5 separate regions of the Mus musculus genome follow, and regions 1, 2, 3 and 4 are each linked to region 5. The links are chromatin contacts, called in public ChIA-PET and Micro-C maps. All regions are on one chromosome and are shown on one strand. Each heading gives the region's core, a stretch centred on a gene start, on an enhancer-like site or on the middle of the called end of the contact. The rest is flanking DNA. Distances are from core to core; before and after follow the strand shown. Region 1 holds the start of Zfp644 (zinc finger protein 644). Region 2 holds the start of Gbp9 (guanylate-binding protein 9). Region 3 holds the start of Gbp4 (guanylate binding protein 4). Region 4 holds the start of Gbp8 (guanylate-binding protein 8). Region 5 holds the start of Lrrc8d (leucine rich repeat containing 8D).

Region 1 (3,872 bases), core at 627-3,126, 1.0 Mb after region 5:
ACAGCCATATTTTCAACAGCAACATACAAACTGCATTAGTACCAGTCAAGCACTCAGGTTTCACCAGTTTAAAGGTCTACACTGAATTATAACTTCAATATAGAATCTCCATTTCTTTCTTACCAAACCTACTGGAAATAAGGTACAGCTGTATAGCTGACACCTAGTTCCCTAGATACTTACACATGGCCCTGAAGCAGGTTTTCTTGATCTGGGGAACTTTAGTTGTTTAGGTTCTGAAACACTTTCCTTCGTGGGGCCAAAATTAACTAAACTACAACACGATTAAGGCAAATCCAACACATCTCCCAGATGCAGTAAACTTGGCATCAGTCAGGACTGGCCACAACACGTGATGGTGTTTGGATACTTCTGTGGAAATTAACTTGTGCACACAACAGGACCAACATCATTTCAGGGCCACAAGCCGTGGGCATCCCCTCGTTGAGTTTTATCACATAAAATTTGAAAGCTAATACGAAAGTTTTATAACAACTACATTTAAGTCAGTATTATTTTAACAGTTGAAGAGAACTTTTCCACTAATGTCGCTAAACCATGGATGGATCCCAACACGAGAGTCGTCTGTGGAAGTCTCGCAACAAGAAACCACCTAAGTTTCCAATCACGGGGAAGGGTCTGGGACAACTCATCTTCATGTTCTCGGGAGGAGTGGACGGAGCACACACCTGCTTTCCTCTGGCAGAGATTAAGCTCCCAGGGACACAAAGGCCAGGGAATCAGACCTGGAGAGGCAAAAAGCTTTAGCTAGATACCCACCAAGCCCCGTGGCCACCCAAACACTTCGAGTGTTTTTTTTTCTTTTTTTTTCTTTTTTTTTTACCTCTTGGAGTTACTTCTCAGGCACTTAGCGGCACAAGATGTTGCAGACCAGTGGGAAGAAGGGGAAGGCTATGCGCTCTGGTCCCAAAGTCAGGGGAGGGGTGTGGACAGTTACCTCCAGGGCCGGGGCTACAGGCCCGGACAGAGTAGCCTAGCCGCGCACGGGGCGCCGCCTGACTGCTCTCGGACCGCCCCCGTTACTCGGGGAGTTACAATGGCGACCGCAGGGCTCCCCGGACCTCCGGGTCTCGGCCCCCTTCCCCCTACCGCTCACTGGCTGCTCCGCTACATGTGACTAAACAAAACCCCCCGAGTCCAGAGCCCGGCTCGGCCCCTTTGTGTCCGCCACCGGATCCGCCGCCGCCGCAGCGGAAAGGCACCCCCCGCCCCGCGCGCCCGCCTCCGAGTCCCGCCCCGCGGCGGCCGCCGCCGCTCACCTAAGGTTCCGCGGCCCCCCGCGACCGCCGCCTCCCGGACCCCGCGGCCCGGGCTCCTTGTGCAGCAGCAACTCCGCCTCCTCGGCAGCAGCCGCCATCTTAGCCTGTGCGGCAAAACGCGTCCTTTCCGAGGGTTGGGAGCCAGCCTAGGGCGTAGCTCCCCGGGCCCGAGCGCCGCGGGCCGGGTCCCCCCACAACTTCTTCCGCCACCCTCAGTCCCGCCACCGCCTCAGCCCGGACGTCCGAAACGCGGCCGGGGCCGGGGCTAATCCGACCGAATAAGACCCCCGAAACTCACAGTTTGGTGCCGTGTGCGTCAAACCGGGGCGACGTTGGGAGCGCGCGGCGTCCCCGCGTCACACGCCGCTCTGTACGCTACTCGGCTCCAACGGCCCCCTCCGCTCCCCGCTTCTCGCCTCCGGCCTCGGTTCCCACGGCGCAGGCGCGCGGCTTTCCCGCCTCTGCCTGGCCGCCGGCCGCCGGGGGAAGCCAGCGAGGCGCGCCCGTGCTCTCGGGCCGCCGGAGCTCCCGTGCCAATCAGACCCACGGGGGGCGGCAGCAACGCTGCACCGCTGCTCTCCCGTGCCAAAACCAAACAAGGTCACCTCCCCCAGCGGTGACCTAACCACTCCGGAGGAGGTTCCCGCCCCAAAGTAGGCACGCTCCAAATATGGTGGCGACCAAACTCTGCAAGACCCAAGTACCAGGAATGCCTAGGCCCTTTAAGGTGGAATAGGCCCATCTCTGGTGTCTGCAATCGCTAGTTTGCCAAAAACCTGTTCCCTTTTCCAGCTGTTGAAAGAACCAGCAACATATATCAGGCCTACCTTGGAGAACTGGCACAGACAGGTTTTATGATGTTAAACAGGCCAGGTGGCAAAAGCATCAGGTATAGAAATTCAGTTACCCAGACAAGACACCCAAAAAGAAGGCCCGGATTTGGGTTCCTTGGACTCTGCAAGGGCAGATTCTGCACTAAGGAACATGCCTTGATTGTCCAAATTGGAGTCATGCAAAGAGACGTCAGAAATGCTGGTTAACTCTTCAGGTAATCAATAGATTCCCCAGAGGGTCTTCTAAATCTCCCTTTTAACAAGCATTCAGCCATGGGCTTCTGAGGGAAGCAGCGCACTAATTAGAGGTATTCGCTTTGCTTTTGAACCGAGTCAACAAGTTCCTAACCTGTTGAAGGTGAGCTAAACGTTCTAGAATACTCTGATGGGCCTGCCTTACTAAATTCTTTGGTTTCGCTGAACTTTTTCTCATGAAAAACTTTAAAACGTTTTTTAGTAGTTAAGCAGTAATCATGAACTATGCACCTCCAAGCCTTCGAGATATTATTAACATTCACAGGAATACACCATAATTACATTTATTTGTCAAGAATGGGAGTATCTTTCCTGAAAAACGGTGCCTTCAGAAGCAGCAAATGTATCCCAAAGAACGAACATTTCACTATCCACTCTAATTATTTCGCTTGCTAGTAACTGCTGACAACTAGAGTTCATGCTGTGTGTGTGTCAGGCATTCTTGTCACCTGTTCAAGTTCATTACAACCTAAAGTGGCAAAGAGAGATTAGACTGTTGAGCTGTTTCAAAATGAAAGCTTTCCTTCATATATACGAATAGATAGATACACAACAAATAAATCTGTGTCCATTTTCAGCCAACTGCTTGGAGGAGATGCACTTTAGAGACTTATTCTCATCTCATGAGTTTGGGTTTTGCTTGAATGTATGGCTGTGCACCGCATGCTTCATGCCTGGTACCACAGAGTCCAAATGAGCCTCAGGAAGGACCTGAAACTGGAGCTGCAAATGACAGGCCATCATGTGGAAATATCACAAGGGACCTGATCCTGAGTCCCCAGCAAGCACATAAGGTACTCTTGGCCAGTGAGCCATGTCTCCTGACCCACCAGGTCTGTTAACCTGCAGAACTCAAAGGCCTATCACCTGGAACCAAGCCTTGCATACTTCAGGGCACATTTCAGATATATAAAATATATCGATGTATGGGATCTCCAGATACTTTGTGTGTGTGTGTGTGTGTATTCAGATTATATAAAGTGTTGAATAAATGAGTTTCCATAGTTCTAAGAAAAGAGTCTACTTTCATCTTAGTAGGGAGTGGGGAGGTTAAAAACATAAAGCTTTTAAAATTATAAACAAAAGCTCTCATGAGAGTCAGGCACGGTGGTGAGTACCTTTATTCCCAGCACTATGGAGGTGGGGGAATTGCTAATTTGAGGCTAGCCTCGTCTATAAAGAGACTTCCAGAATAGCTAGGGCTACACAAAGAAATCCTGTTGAGAAAAATAAATAAATAAACGAATAAATAACCTCATAAAACAGAAAATAGACTCAGTATGCAAATACTTTCCTATAAAATATATCTAAAGTTTAATTGAACTGGGGAGATGGCCCAGGGGGCAAAGCGCACTGTTCAGTGTGAAGACTAGATGGAGTTCAGATTCCAGAACTCTTGTAAGAGCTGGATGGACATGACATCAGGTCTGTAACTGTAGCCTGTGAGGCTCAGAGACAGGGATCCTTACAGCAAGCTGGCTAGCCAGACTCACTAAATGCTCTT
Region 2 (3,854 bases), core at 571-3,070, 590 kb before region 5:
AGAAGTGGATGCTCGCAGTAAGCTATTGGGTGGACCACAGGGCCCCCAATGGAGGAGCTAGAGAAAGTAGCCAAGAAGCTAAAGGGTTCTGCAATTCTATAGGTGGAACAACAATATGAACTAACCAGTACCCCCCTGGAGCTCCTGTCTCTAGTTGCATATGCATCAGAAAATGGCCTAGTCAGCCATCAGTGGAAAGAGAGGCCCATTAGTCGTGCAAACTTTATATGCCTCAGTACAGGGGAACGACAAGGCCAAGAAGTGGATGTGGGTGGGTGGGGGAGTGTGTGGGGGACTTTTGGGATAGCATTGGAAATGGAAATGTAAAAAATACCCAATTTAAGAAGAAAAAAAGATTCTAGAGTCACTTGATGATGTGTGATTTGGCTTCTTATAGCTCAGTGAGGCTGAGGCTTGCTTTGGGTTAACATATATATTTATTTGAAATTGTTTGCTTAGGTTTGCTGATGTTTGCAGGTTTAGCATAAATGAAGTTATTTTAAGAGCTACTTGGTTTTGTTGCTCAATAATTCTTCAGACCCAGTGTTCATTATAACGTGGCTTTGAAAAACAGTGAGGAAGTGCCAATCAAATCACAAAGCATCACTTCATACACACAAGGACAGCTACCACACAAGGCAAAAACAAATACATGTCACCTGGAATTTAAACAACTCAGGTGTCTGTACTCTGCAGCCTAGAACACAGAATATTACCTCACAGGAAACAGTCCTGACTTCTGAGATAATATATAGTTATGTTTGACCTAAAAGCTCTTCTTTGATTACAACATAAACAAACTAGAAAACAAGGACTTGGATGGACCTTTGAGCTGTATTGATCATAGCATCTGTATTTACAATACCCACAATGTGGACACAGCCCAGTCTCCCACCAACAGATCACCAACAGATGCATACATTAACACAGTCTGATAGCATGCACAATAGAATGTTATTCAGCAAAAAAAAAAAAAAAAAAAAAGGAATAAAATTCTACTGCACACTACTTTATAGACCTTCATATACTTAAGGCTATCCATGGACCCTGCAGACCAGACAACACAGTAACCTACCTCCCCTGCCCTGTCTTTAGTCCCACATGAGCATGAAGACATTATGCCAAGAAAAGAGAATGTGCAAAATCCTAAGACGTTAGATACAGGTGACATCACTTAATTCCAGAAACCAGGCTCTCTGCAGCTTAGTTCCATGTGAAATAAGACTAGCAGCCCAAACAAAATGCACATAGCACTACGTGATCTCTACATCTCATACAACATAAACATCAAGAGAGAACTGGACTATTTTCTTACACTTAATTCAAAGTCAGTGAGGTAGGAACTAAGTTATTTCGAGATAGAGGTTTGCCAAGCTCTTGTGCTGAATTTTCCTCACAGGGTTCCTCCACAGAAAGACTTCCCTCTGACTACAGCTGCCTGTGAACCAGGGCAGGAGCTGTAGCTGTGGTCCCAGCTGAGGCAGGACCAGGGCTCTTCCCACAGCTTCTCCAACAGAGCAGGGCAGCCAGCTGTGTCAGGCTACAACTTTGTATCTGTCCTTTGTCAGAGGAAAGAAACTGACCTCTTAGACCTAAAGCCAGCCACAGCCCCCTGCAGACCAGAGAGCTCATAATCTGCCTCCCTTCCCCCTCCCTCAGTTGCCCCTTTGACTTGGAAATCAAGCTGAGGTCCAGACTAAGTTGCTCCTTAAAGAAAGGAAAAGTAAATATACCTGGTCCCACAGCACAGGTCCAAGTGCAGTTCTCAGCTGCTGCTGCCTCCTCAGGCTCACTTCTGCTCTCCTCCCTCCTGCTCTCTTTGTTCCTCTTTTATGTGCGCTGACCACACACACACACACACACACACACACACACACACACACACACACACACACAGGATGCAGCAGAAACAAAACTGAAAGTAAAGTAAGCCAAGGCATTGTTAACTTGGCCAAGACTGGAAGGGGAGGTCAGAGGATGCTTAGTGTCAGAAAAGTCAGTGAGAAACTGTGTTGCAGCCAAGGGACAGCAGGCCTCCACTGTGGAAAGAGTTTACATTCTCTTTCTTTGGAACCCATCTCCAGTTTCCTCAGCCTTCTAGGCACAGATAAAGCACAGTAAACCCAGACCCCTATCAGTGGAAATGACACAATCTGGGAGGATTGCACGTGTGCTTCTCTCAGGGGAAATTCCAGGTGCTTTTTGAGTGAAGAGCTTTAATGTTTTAAACGTGTTTTCTAAAACAGGAACCATAACTGTTGCCATTTCTTTCTGGACTCTGTCCCACAGTTTCCTGACAACAGCGAGCTGGGCATGACTCACTATAAAAAGGGCTGCTTGTCCACTCTGCCCTCTCTCTCTCCCTCTCTCTCTCTCTCTCTCTCTTTCAATCTCTCTCCCTGAGATCTTCCTCTCTTCCTTTCTTACCCTCTTCTTTCTCAAGTCCTCTCCCTGCTTCCTGTCTCCCTCTCTCTGTTCCTCTTTCTCTGTCTCTACTACCCTTTCAAATCCCCTGTCCATGTCCAAAATAAACTCTATTCTATACTATACAATTGTGTGGCTGGTACCTCAGGAGGACAGGATGCCTCAGCATGCCCCCACCCCCCATACCACCTTCCACTTCACCATACCCCACCTCCACCACACATATCCCTGGCTTCTTTTTCTTTTTCAGAAAACACAACAGTTGTTCTGAAAACTGTTTTTAAAGAAGTAATTAAAGAATAGTAAGTAGGAGTTGTGTTCAGGGTAGCAGCTAAGAAAACTCACTTCAGAGGTGGAAGCTTAAAAATGAAGCTTTATTTTCTGAGCTCTTAGGAAGGCAGCCAGTTTGGGATCTGAACTTTGTCCCTGATGGGAGATTGAACACCATTTGTAAAGGATGAAACACAAAGCAGTGGGGAGAGCTGCAGAGTGTGATCCATTGTGTTTTCACAGGAAGGATTAAACAAGGGAGTACCCCTTGGAGACTGGGCCATATCCAGGCACCTAGCTTCAGGGTCCTTAATTTATTCTCCTAGACATTAGGTGCAGAACTCAGAGTGATAAAGGGACAAAGGAGCAGGTCAGCAGCATGGAGGTAAACTGGTACCTTAATTCTACTTCAGTGAACTCTCTCTCTATTCATCATGAATATTATCAAATACCTATTTCTGTATAGAAAGAAACAAAAGTACCAAATAATGTGCGACAATGAAATACTCAATGCACAGTACCACACCAGAATATGACTTAAAAAGGAGACTCACAAATCCTCTGACCTTGACTCCTGGTCCTAAGACTTATACTAGTGAAGATGTAAGAGCAGAAAACATTGAGTTACTGTAGAATGTTTGTACCATGATTGTTGTCAGGTAACTATGCCATAGAATATTTTTTTTAAATACTGGGTGGTCAAAGACAGAACATTTCCATCTGGAGAGTATAAATTTATACTCTGTGGACCTGTTGAAGCTTTCAGCTCTGGCGTTGCCTCCTGAGGATGAGCGAAAGGGAGTTACACTAAGCAGTGGTACAGTGTTTTAGGCCTCGTTTTCATCATTCCTACCCAAGTAAGTACTGCCTCTACCAGTGTGATGGTTTGTATGTGCCAGGCCCAGGGAGTGGTACTGTTAGGAGGTGTGGCCTTGTTGGAGTAGGTGTGGCTTTGTGGGTGTGGCTTTTGGAATGGATGTGCCTTGAAGACCCTCAATCTATCTGTCTGGAAGTCAGTATTCTGCTAACAGGCTTCAGATAAAGATGTAGAATTCTCAGCTCCTCCTTCACCACGCCTACCTGAATGCTGTAATGCTCCCACTTTGATAATGGACTGTAACTCTGAACCTGTAAGCCAGCCTCAAATATATGTTGTCCTT
Region 3 (3,963 bases), core at 591-3,090, 560 kb before region 5:
GCAACCCAAAAGTGGGTGAAGACTACTTGTAAATCACATGTTTGATAAAGGGTTACTATCTTCAACAAAATAGCAATACAACTCATCACAGATAACTCATTTCTAAACAGAGAAAATCACTGGGTGCTTATTTCTGCAGAGAAGGCTTACAAACATCCATGAGCACACAAGATCATATTCATTATTGCTAATCACTTTGTACAAAAAAATTTAAATTAAAAAAATTATCTGAAAAAGATAGAATGTACAAACTGTGAAGTACCAGAGTGAATGCTGAAGTGTCTCTGTTCCCATTACAGAATGTATTAGGGAAACATTGGTTGCAAAATGAAGAAACTTTTCATTATATGATTTCTGTTTTGCCATGCTGAGGGACCAGGTGTAAGAGTCTATAGTCACATGATCATGTGTGATTTGGCTTCTTAGAGCTTACTGAGGCTAAGGCTTGCTTTGGGCTAACATATATATTATTTGAAATTACCTGCTTAGTTTTGCTGATCTTTGCAGTTTAAGCACAAACTAGGTTATTTTAAGAGCTACATGGTATTGTTCCTCAATAATTCTTCAGTCCCTGTGACAAACATTGAGGAAGTCCAAATCAAACCACAAGGCATCACTTCATACTCATCAGGACAGCTACCACACAATGGGAAAACAAATCCATGTAACCCAGAATTTAAACAACTCCGGTGTCTGTACTCTGCAGCTAAGAACACAGAATATTTCCTCATGAGAAACAATCCTGGTTTCTAAGACAATGGAAAGTTACATTTGATCTAACAGCTCTTCTTTGATTTCAGCACAAACTAGCAAAAAGGACTTGGATGGACCTTTGATCTTTAATGATCATGGTAGCTGTGTTCACAATACCCACAATGTGGATTAAGCCCAGTTTCCCACCACAATGTGATGGCACACCAAATTGTATATTATTCAGCCAGAGAAGAGAATAAAATTAACTACTGTACACTACCTTGTAGACCTTCATAGACTTAAAGCCAGCCACAGACCTCTGCAGGTCAGACAACACATAACTTGCCTCCCCTCCTCTGCACTCCAGTCCCAGATGAGCCTGAGGACATTATGCCAAGGACAGAGAATGTGTCAATCCCCAGAAGTCACAGATTCCACAACACTGTCTCTCTGCAGCTTAATCCCTTTAATGAGATAAGAAGAGCAGCCCAAACAAAATGCAGAGAGCCCATGTGATCTCTACATCACACACACACACACACACACACACAGACACACAGACACACACACACACACACACACACACACAAACCCTAAACACCAAGACAGAGCTTGACTACTTACTAAACTTAAAAAGATGATGAGGTACAAACTAAGTTTATTTCCAAAAAATATTTGCCAAGGTCAAGTGCTGAATTTTCCGCACAAGGTTCCTACATGTTCCTTTGACAACAGTTGCCTGTGAACCAGGGCAGGAGCTGTTGCTGTGGTCCCAGCTGAGGAAGGACCAGAGCTCTTCCCATAGTGTGTCTAACAGAGCAGGGCAGCCAGCTGTGTCAGGCTACAACTTTGTATCTGTCCTTTGTCAGAGGAAAGAAACTCACCTCCTAGACCTAAAGCCAGCCACAGCCCCCTGCAGACCAGAGAGCACAGAACCTGCCTCCCTTCCCCCTCCCTCAGTTGCCCCTTTGACTTGGAAATCAAGCTGAGGTCCAGACTAAGTTGCTCCTTAAAGAAAGGAAAAGTAAATATTAAATATACCTGGTCCCACAGCACAGGTCCAAGTGCAGTTCTCAGCTGCTGCTGCCTCCTCAGGCTCACTTCTGCTCTCCTCACTTCCTGCTCTCTTTGCTCCTCTTTTATGTGCGCTGACCACACACACACACACACACATACACACACACACACACACACACTCACACAGGATGCAGCAAAAACAAAACTGAAAGTAAAGTAAACCAAGGCATTGTTAACTTGGCCAAGACTGGAAGGGGAGGTCAGAGGATGCTTAGTGTCAGAAAAGTCAGTGAGATACTCTGTTGCAGCCAAGGGACAGCAGGCTTCCACTGTGGAAAGTATTTACATTCTCTTTCTTTGGAACCCATCTCCAGTTTCCTCCAGCCTTCTAGGCACAGATAAAGCACAGTAAACCCAGGCCCCCATCAGTGTAAATGACACAATCTGGGAGGATTGCACGTGTGCTTCTCTCAGGGGAAATTCCAGGTGCTTTTTGAGTGAAGAGCTTTAATGTTTTAAACCTGTGTTTTCTAAAACAGGAACCATCACTGTCCCCTCTCCCTCCCTCCCTCCCTCTCTCTCTCTCTCTCTCTCTCTCTCTCTCTCTCTCTATCTATCTATCTCTATCTCTCTTGCTCAGATAGTCCTCTCTTCCTTTCTTACCCTCTTTCCTTCTCCAGTCCTCTCCCTGCTTCCTCCTCCCTCTCTCTGTTCCCCTTTCTTTGTCTCTACTACCCTCTCAAATTCCACTCTCCATGTCTTAAATAAACTCTATTCTATACTATACAATTGTGTGGCTGGTACTTCAGGAGGAAAGGATGCCTCAGCAGGAGCCCTCAGAGACACCACCTTCCACCTCACCATACCCCGCCTCCACCACACATATCCCTGGCTTCTTTTTTCTTTTTCAGAAAACACAACAGTCCATCTAAAAACTGTTTTCAAAGAAGTAATTAAAGAATAGTAAGTAGGAGTTGTGTTCAGGGTAGAAGCTAAGAAAACTCACTTCTGAGATGGAAGCTTAAAAATGAAAGCTTTATTTTCTGAGCCCTTAGGAAGGCAGCCAGTTTGGGATCTGAACTTTGTCTCTGATGGGAGATTGAATACTATTTGTAAAGGATGAAACACAAAGCGAGGGTGTTGGGTGGGGCTGCAGAGTGATCTATTGTGTTTTCACAGGAAGGATTAAAGAAGGAAGTACCCATTGGAGACTGGGCCATATCCAGGCACCTAGCTTCAGGGTCCTTAATTTACTCTCCTAGACATTTGGTGCAGAACTCAGAGTGATAAAGGGACAAAGGAGCAGGACAGCAGCATGGAGGTAAACTGGTACCTTAATTCTACTTCAGTGAACTCTCCCCCTATTCATCTGTTAGCTCTGCATGGCCACCTATTTGCAGGCCCAGGTAGAACTCACACAAGAGTCCACACCAGGACTGGGAAGAAGTTCATGTCAGCAGGTTCTTGGATGCCACTAAGGCCAGGGGAGTCTCTGGTCTGGAGCTCTTGTCAGTTGAGTGGCACTTCTGAGACAGGATTGAGGGGAGCAGCAGGAGCAGGGCTGCCTCTAACACTTGCTTAAGCCTTTTGTTCACTTCAGCACTCAAGTGAATCTACAAAACATCAGGATAAATCTCTATGATCCTTTGCCTGTGTTTCTCTTCTATATTATATCGAGAAAGAGAAAAAGAGAGAGAGAGGTGTGTGTGTGTGTGAGTGAGCACAGGTGTGCAAATGCACGTATTTGCTGAGGTCTTGAAAAAGTGCCTCTTACTGCTTTGCTATTCTAGCTGACAAGTGAGCCTCAGGGCCTTGCTGTCTCTGACCCCACCCCAGCCTTGGGATGACAGGCACACACTGCCATGCCCAGCTTTTCACTGAAGATCCAAATTGACTTCCCCATGCTTGCATAACAAACAGTTCACTGAATAAGGCATCTCCTTAGGTCTCCAGATATCCTCTAGATCCATCCATTTGCCCAAGAATTTCATGAATTCATTGTTTTTAATTGTTGAGTAGTACTCCATTGTGTAATGTACCACATTTTCTGTATCCATTCCTCTGTTGAGGGAAATTTTTATGAGTCCACAAGGTGTCATAGATGCACAGGCAGCTTGCACTCTCTAGTGAGCTGCTTTGGAGAGGGCTTGTCAAGGGTGCCAACAGTTATGCTCATACTGAGCTGTGTTTGTTTCTGATAAATTCTGGAAATTCCCTTCTTCAGGCTCTCTCATTTTCAGAGAACCTTAGCCA
Region 4 (3,774 bases), core at 882-3,381, 650 kb before region 5:
AAAATATGTAGAAACTGTGAGCAATACCAATTAATTACACTGAGATGTACAGCTGAATAAAAGGTGGGAATTACATGTGTCCTTGTTAGACTTTTTAGTGCCTACCTGCACCCTACCTGACACAGGTCCTGTCTGCAGGAAGCAACACAGAGCTTAATTGCAACAGGCTAACCTGGGGCTAACCTGATCTCAGTTTTACCTAACTTGTGTTTCAAGTAAAGATTATTTCTTGAACATGAAAATAAAACCTCAACATGAGCAAATAAATAGAGAAAACAGACTTTGTAAGATTAAGAACCGTTGTGCACCAGAGCATTCTATAAAGAAAGTAAAAGGGCAACTCAAGAATGGGTGAAGACGACCTGTAAATCACATGTGTAATAAAGTTCCTTTACAACTCATCATAGACAAGTCAGTTCTAAACTGAGAAAATTGCTGAGGAGATGGATATATCTGCAGAAAAGGCCTGCAAACATCCAAGAGCACACAAGATAATATTCAATATTGCTAATCATCTGGCACAAGAGAACTATAGAAGTTAAGAAAAAATTATTTGAAAAAGATGCAGTGTACAAACAGGGAAGTACCATAGTGAATGGTTTAGTGTCTTTAGTTCCTAGGATAGAATGTCAATCAGGCTATATTAGGGAAACATTGGATGCAAAATAAACTTTTCTTTACATGATTTCTGCTTTGCCAGGCTGGAGAACCTGGTGTCAGAGTCTAGAGTCACATGATCGTGTGTGATTTGGCTTCTTATAACTCACTGAGGCTGAGGTTTGCTTTGGGCTAACATATATATCATTTGAAATTAATTGCTTAGTTTTGCTGATGTTTGCATCAGCACGGACTAGGTTATTTTAAGAGCTACATGATATTGTTCCTCAATAATTCTTCAGACCCTGTGACAAACATTGAGGAAGTCCCAATCAAACCACAAGGCATCACTTCATACTCATCAGGATAGCTACCACACAATGCAAAAATGAATACATGTCACCTGGAATTTAAACAACTCAGGTGTCTGTACTCTGCAGCTAAAAACACAGAATATTCCCTCAGGGAAAACAGTCATGGCTTCTGAGAAAATGAATAGTTTCATATGATCTAACAACTCTTATTTGATTACAACACAAACAAACTAGCAAACAAGGACTTGGATGGACCTTTGATCTGTGTTGTTCATCGCAGTTGTGTTTACAATACCCACAATGTGGAAACAGCCCAGTCTCCCATCAACAGATCACCAATAGATGCATACATTAACACAGTCTGATAGCACACACAATAGAATATTCTTCAGCCAGAGAAGGGAATACAATTAATTACTTTACCCAACTTCATAGACCTTCATAGACTTAAAGCCAGCCACAGACCCCTGCAGGCCAGACAACACATAACCTGCCTCCCCTGCCCTCAGTCCCAGATAAGCAAGAGGACATTATGCCAAGGGCAGAGAATGTGTACAATCCCCAGAAGTCACTTGATTCCACAAGACAGTCTCTCTGCAGCTTAGACCCATTAATGAGATAAGAAGAGCAGCCCAAACAAAATGCATAGAGCCCATGGGATCTCTATATCTCCCCCACCCCCTCCAAAAAAAGAAAACAAAACAAAACAAAAACTAAATATCAAGAGACAACTTTGCTATCTACTTACTAAACTTAATAAAAAGTACGTCAGGAAGAAACTAAGTTTATGTCCAAATAGATGTTTGCCAAGCCCTTTTGCTGAATTTTCTTCACAAGGTTCCTCCACAGAAAGACATTCATCTGGCTGTGAACCAGGGCAGGAGCTGTAGCTGTGGTCCCAGCTGAGGCAGGACCAGGGCTCTTCCCACAGCTTCACCAACAGAGCAGGGCAGCCAGGAGTGTCAGGCTGCCACTTTGTATCTGTCCTTTGTCAGAGGAAAGAAACTCACCTCCTAGACCTAAAGCCAGCCACAGCCCCCTGCAGACCAGAGAGCACAGAACCCGCCTCCCTTCCCCCTCCCTCAGTTGCCACTTTGACTTGGAAATCAAGCTGGGGTCCAGACTAAGTTGCTCCTTAAAGAAAGGAAAAGTAAATATACCTGGTCCCACAGCACAGGTCCAAGTGCAGTTCTCAGCTGCTGCTGCCTCCTCAGGCTCACTTCTGCTCTCCTCACTTCCTGCTCTCTTTGCTCCTCCTTTATGTGAGCTGACCACACACACACACACACACACACACACACACACACACACACACACACACACACACTCACACAGGCAGCAGCAAAAACAAAATTGAAAGTAAAGTAAACCAAGGCATTGTTAACTTGCCCAAGACTGGAAGGGGAGGTCAGAGGATGCTTAGTGTCAGAAAAAGCCAGTGAGAAACTGTGTTGCAGCCAAGGGACAGCAGGCCTCCACTGTGGAAAGAGTTTACATTCTCTTTCTTTGGAACCCATCTCCAGTTTCCTCCAGCCTTCTAGGCACAGATAAAGCACAGTAAACCCAGGGCCCCATCAGTGGAAATGACACAATCTGGGAGGATTGCAAGTGTGCTTCTCTCAGGGGAAATTCCAGGTGCTTCTTGAGCGAAGAGCTTTAATGTTTTAAACCTGTGTTTTCTAAAACAGGAACCATCACTGTTGCCATTTCTTCTGGACTCTGCCCCACAGTTACCTGGCAACAGCCAGGTGGACATGACTCACTATAAAAAGGGCTGCTTGTCCACTCTGCCCCCCCCCCCTCAATCTCTCTCCCTGAAATCTTCCTCTCTTCCTTTCTTACCCTCTTTCTTCTCCATTCCTCTCCCTGCTTCCTCCCTTCCTTTTTCTCTGTCTCTACTACCCTCTCAAATCCCCTCTTCATGTCTAAAATAAACTCTATTCTATACTATACAATTGTGTGGCTGGTACTTCAGGAGGACAGGATTCCTCAGCATGTGCCCTCTGAGACACCACCTACCACCTCAACATACCACGCCTCCACCACACATATCCCTGGCTTCTTTTTCTTTTTCAGAAAACACAACAGTTGATCTAAAAACTGATTTTAAAGAAGTAATTAAAGAATAGTAAGTAGGAGTTGTGTTCAGGGTAGAAGCTAAGAAAACTCACTTCTGAGATGGAAGCTTAAAAATGAAAGCTTTATTTTCTGAGCCCTTAGGAAGGCAGCCAGTTTGGGATCTGAACTTTGTCTCTGATGGGAGATTGAACACCATTTGTAAAGGATGAAACACAAAGCGGGGGGGGGGGGGGCAGGGAGCTGCAGAGCGATCCATTGTGATTTCACAGGAAGGATTAAACAAGGGAGTACCCCTCAGAGACTGGGCCATATCCAGGCACCTAGCTTCAGGGTCCTTAATTTACTCTCCTAGACATTTGGTGCAGAACTCAGAGTGATAAAGGGACAAAGGAGCAGGTCAGCAGCATGGAGGTAAACTGGTACCTTAATTCTACTTCAGTGAACTCTCCCCCTATTCATCTGTTGGGTCCACATGGCCACCCATTTGCAGGCCCAGGTAGAACACACACAGAGTCCACACCAGGACTGGGAAGAAGTTCATGTCAGCAGGTTCTTGGATTCCACTAAGGCCAGGGGAGTCTCTGGTCTGGAACAGAGCAGGGATGTGTCCAGTTCTTGTCAGTTGAGTGGCACTGCTGAGACAGGATTGAGGGGAGCAGCAGGAGCAGGGCTCTCTCTAACACTTGCTAAAGCCTTTTGTTCACTTCAGCACTCAACTGAATCTACAAAACATCAGGATAAACCTGTGTGTTCCTTTCCCTGTGTTTCTCTTCTGTATTATATT
Region 5 (3,986 bases), core at 265-2,764:
TGGAACTCACTCTGTAGACCAAGCTGGCCTCGATCTCAAGAAATCCGCCTGCCTCTGCCTCACAAATGCTGGGATTAAAGGTGTGAGCCACCACTGCCTGGCCTACCTTTTAATTTATACCAATAATAAAACCATAAAAAAACCACAAACCTCTAGAATCAGCTTGAAAAAAAAAAAAGATGATAGAAAAAGCAAGTGGTGGTTCTGCAAAGGGAGAAACTTTTCTAAACTGATTTTAACAGCAGGACATTTTTCATCCAGCCGTCCCACCATTAGTTGTCAGGAGCATGAAAACCTCTAACCTCCTAGATCAGCAAACCCAGGGCTGTAATTACATCACCTGCCACACACTGGCTGCCCACGCACTTCCTCCTTGGCAGGGTGTAGGGAATTGGAGAGGCTGCAGTCCGGGAGGGTCCGGGAAGCAAACAAAAGGCTGAGGTTCCATCTAAAACTGCCTGGGGCTGCTCAGCGGGAGGGTGTTGGCCCTCAAGGCCTGGCCTCTTCTTCCATGTCTGGGCGGCCTACTTCTACCTTTTAGGGGCCACTGTCACCATCTGGGAGCCCAGAAAAACATTTTCCTTTTTGCCTCTCTCTGTAGGATCCTGGCCTTCTTTAAGAGCGTTGGATGATAAATGAATCTGGAGGGCATCTTTTTGGGCATGAGTTCCCAGAAGCGTGAGGTTTCAGATGAAAGGAGATACTGAAGTATGGGGAGGAATCGTTTGTTTTGATTGAACTAAAATAATTACCCTGACTGACTTGGTGTCCTGGCCCTCATCTCTCCACAGAGGAAAAAAAAAAAAAAAGAACACTAAGGAAACTTCACCCGCACGGCAACAAAAACACACCGGAAAGCTATCGAGTTGGGAAACTTTTTTTAGAACAACTTCCCAAGTGCCTGTTTCGTACGCACGACGTTTTTGGCTTAAACGACTGGGACCAGGGAGGTCCCGATTCAGCTGAAAATAAAACGTACGAGATAAGGCATTGTTAGCAGAGAAATCTGTTTGCGCAGACATTAAGTTAGGTGCACGAGCCCTGAATCCCAGGTAATTGCTTTTTCCCAGTTGGAAGGCACTGGATGACTTTTTAATGCCTACCCCGCACCCGTTCTCCCAATCTCAACGATCAGCTTTTAGTGGTCAGAACAGCCTCCTGAAACTGCAACACAGACGAAGCTTCCCGGCCCAGCCCGGTTGCTTCAAGGGAACAGACAGCCTGGCACCATGCCCTGCCCAGGTGCGCTTGAAAGAGATAAGCTCTGCGCCTCCGGCGACGTTCGGCGGCCATTCTTCTCCGCCTCGTGCACCTGCTGAGCTTCAAGCAGCCAGCCCAGAATCCCGGTCACCTCCCGGCCACCCAGCCCCTCGGGTCAGCCGGACCGACCCCCTAGGCAGGCGCGGCGGGGTGCGCGGGCCCAGAGCAGGCAATCACATGGAGGCCCGGGCCCGCCCCATTGGCTGCGACCCGGCCAGTCGCGGCGCTCGCAGGCTGCGGTTGGTCCCAGAGCTGCGGCGCCTGCACGGGCCTGGAGTCCATGTTACGCTTTGTCTAATTCCCCTCGTTACAGAGTCATGTGCTGCTGCTCCCGTCGCCGCCGCTGCCGCCGCCCGGGGTGCCCCGGCTCCTCCGCCGCGCTTAGAGGTGGCAGCCGCGGGCGGGGCCGCGGACTCAGGGTCCAGGGCGCCGCGCGCCTCCGGGGCGCGTCCCGGTGCAGCCGCCGCCCGCCGCAGGTGATGCCGCCGCCTCCCGCCTCCGCCTAAGCTCCCGCACGCGCGGCCCGGGCTGCCCGCGAAGGTGGGTGCGCGTCGGTCCACCCTGGCCGGGAGGGCGCAGGTGGAGCGGCCCCGGGGCGCGCAGACGTCCGGCCTCTCGGCGCCGCGGGGGAGCACGGCTGCTCCCGGGGCTGCGATCGGGAACTCCGGAGGGCTTCGGGACCCTGGGGCGGGGAGTGCGACCAAGCCCCCCCACCCCGTGCTGGGACATTGTTTCGCTTTGGGCCCTGCGCGGGCCGGGTGCCGGCTGCCGCGCTCCCGCCTCGGCCTCCGTGCGCGCGAACGCAGGGGCGGAGATTGCCTATCGCGGTGGCTCCGAGTCCTCCAGGAGGTGGGTGTCTGGTGTCTGGCCTGGTTGGCCCGGAGCCGGCGAGAGGAGCCCTTGAACTTCTGCAGAAACGCTTCCCCATCCGCCTCCGTCCCGCTCCGGGTGGGCCACTCGGGGTGCTCGCGGGTTGGGGCGGGGAAGGGAGGGGAGCCCTGCGCCCCGCCCTCCGCGCCCGGGGGGAGGGCACTGGGGCCGCAGGTGCACCCTGCGCGCCGCGGGCCATCTCCGGGTTGGGTACCGGTATAATCCGCTTCTAGCTTGTTTGGAAGCGTGGGCTCTTGGGAACGGGACTTCTGCTTGATTCTGGTTTAGGGGCTTGAAAAAGAGGAGAACTGGGGTGCCTTCCCAGAGGACTGTCACCTCCAGTTACTGGAGGGTCGATGGGGGACACTCTGTCTCTGTCCCCCTTTATGTGGGGTATCCCTAACAGATAAGGAAATGAGATTTTTTTGTTGTTGTTCTTTGATTTTTTTTTTTAAGCCATCCGCAGTGAAGGAGAACTGCTTCGGGTCGAGGGGAGGAGAGGTAGGTCCCCTCTGGAGAGGGTTGGGGTATAAGGTCTCGCGGTTCCCATGCAGCTGGGGTGTGCGTGGCAGAGAGTGGGGAGGTAGGATTGCTGGAAAGAAAAAGCAGGGTAAAGAAATGGGAGCAGAAGGCGAAGAGATGAGACCAAGTATTGGGCGTCCTCGCCGAACCGGAGCCCTGACTTGAGACTTTGGGGGCTCCTGTTTGGTTTCTTTCCTCCCACAATTTCCTTCTCCGTGACTTTGAAAGTTTTCTTTTAGTTTTTATTTTGTATTGGTCAAGACAGCTGTGAAGACGTGAGTTTTTTTGTTTTTGTTATTTTTTTTTGAAAGAGATATAGACGTGAAGCACTGATATCCGGAAACTTTCCCTGGCCATTTAAATAATAAAATCCCACCCACACAGCGTTCACTGAGCACCTAATACACTCGCTCAGTGCTCGAGTGTGGAAAGAGTCCCGGCAGAGCGTGGAGTCTGGTCTCAGTAAGGGTAAGGGCTGTTTACTTAATAAACAACCGAGGAAAATATGATTCAGGCCCCCCTCCCCAAAGTTTCCAGGGCCTGGTAGAGGGTGAGGGTCATGAAGACCTGGGGTTGGGGGGGAATCACTACTCTGTGAGGTCTTCAGATACCATCTGTTTTTTCCAGCTCGAGAACACAGCATATATATTATCAGCAAGGTCAGGGTCAGAGCTGTCCTGACACCAACTGAAGTTAAAAGCCAATGTCTGGACATGAAAAAGAATTGAAGATTAAAATGAGGTCGAGAACCTGAGAGTGTTGACTGCCACTAATTTAGGGAGCCCTCCGGAAATACACGCGGAAGTAATCCACAGTGCTGGATGGGATTCCACAGCGGTGGAGAGTTCCCGCTCTGTCCACAGGAACATACTATCTTAGATTCCTCTAGTTTTTATTGAAGGTGTATAAACTTTGTTGATTGAAACCTTATAGATTAAGAGGTCAGAGTTGTGAGCTGTCCTCAGGTGACCTGGCGTTCCCTCCCCCACTTCCCACTGGGGGAGGGTGGAGTGTGTCTGATGCAACCAAGTATTGAGCCATGGCCACAGCCTTCTTTGCCTAAGCGTTGAAAACTCTTAGTCAACCTGTGGCCTTTCCCCCCTACCCCCACCCCAGTTAAGTTTTATATTTTATGGAGATTTTGGAACTTTAAAAAAAAAATTTTAAAACTTTTTCTTTATTTAATTTTAGAATTAATTTTTAAAATTAATTAATTAATTAAACTAATTTTAGGATTAAAATGTTTGGCTTGTCCAAATAGTTAAATTGTTTTGTGAGCACTCTTGTTTTAGAAATTGGACTTTCCTGATATTTGTGGGCAAGTTGTACATAAA

What was found. A called contact is a pair of places that touch in the nucleus more often than the background predicts. ChIA-PET counts read pairs in DNA pulled down with a chosen protein or histone mark.
Region 1: a contact with region 5 is called in a Micro-C map of embryonic stem cells, with 5 times the contacts expected there. The contact joins the promoter of Zfp644 here to the promoter of Lrrc8d in region 5. A contact is called at or near these places in 2 of 484 Hi-C or Micro-C datasets (both in embryonic stem cells).
Region 2: an RNA polymerase II ChIA-PET map of memory CD8 T cells shows a contact between it and region 5, with 21 read pairs. The contact joins the promoter of Gbp9 here to the promoter of Lrrc8d in region 5. A contact is called at or near these places in 2 of 39 promoter capture datasets (embryonic stem cells and pre-B cells) and 1 of 115 datasets of contacts at active chromatin or transcription factors (memory CD8 T cells).
Region 3: a contact with region 5 is called in an RNA polymerase II ChIA-PET map of memory CD8 T cells, with 35 read pairs. The contact joins the promoter of Gbp4 here to the promoter of Lrrc8d in region 5.
Region 4: a contact with region 5 is called in an RNA polymerase II ChIA-PET map of memory CD8 T cells, with 11 read pairs. The contact joins the promoter of Gbp8 here to the promoter of Lrrc8d in region 5. A contact is called at or near these places in 1 of 115 datasets of contacts at active chromatin or transcription factors (memory CD8 T cells) and 1 of 9 other capture datasets (liver).

What each region holds. Positions count from the first base shown.
Region 1 is chr5:106,694,954-106,698,825 of GRCm38.p6, forward strand. It overlaps Zfp644 (zinc finger protein 644), which reads right to left and starts at 1,877. Exons shown (of 10, transcript NM_001363318.1): 1 at 1,579-1,877; 2 at 690-746.
Region 2 is chr5:105,108,472-105,112,325 of GRCm38.p6, forward strand. Gbp9 (guanylate-binding protein 9) reads right to left here and starts at 1,821. Exons shown (of 11, transcript NM_172777.4): 1 at 1,734-1,821.
Region 3 is chr5:105,137,746-105,141,708 of GRCm38.p6, forward strand. Gbp4 (guanylate binding protein 4) reads right to left here and starts at 1,841. Exons shown (of 12, transcript NM_001359079.1): 1 at 1,735-1,841; 2 at 974-1,072. The coding sequence starts at 988.
Region 4 is chr5:105,051,430-105,055,203 of GRCm38.p6, forward strand. Gbp8 (guanylate-binding protein 8) reads right to left here and starts at 2,132. Exons shown (of 10, transcript NM_029509.4): 1 at 2,072-2,132.
Region 5 is chr5:105,698,455-105,702,440 of GRCm38.p6, forward strand. It overlaps Lrrc8d (leucine rich repeat containing 8D), which reads left to right and starts at 1,515. Exons shown (of 3, transcript NM_001122768.1): 1 at 1,515-1,800. It overlaps Gm42166, which reads right to left. Exons shown (of 2, transcript XM_017321263.2): 2 at 1-2,409. The coding sequence ends at 1,434.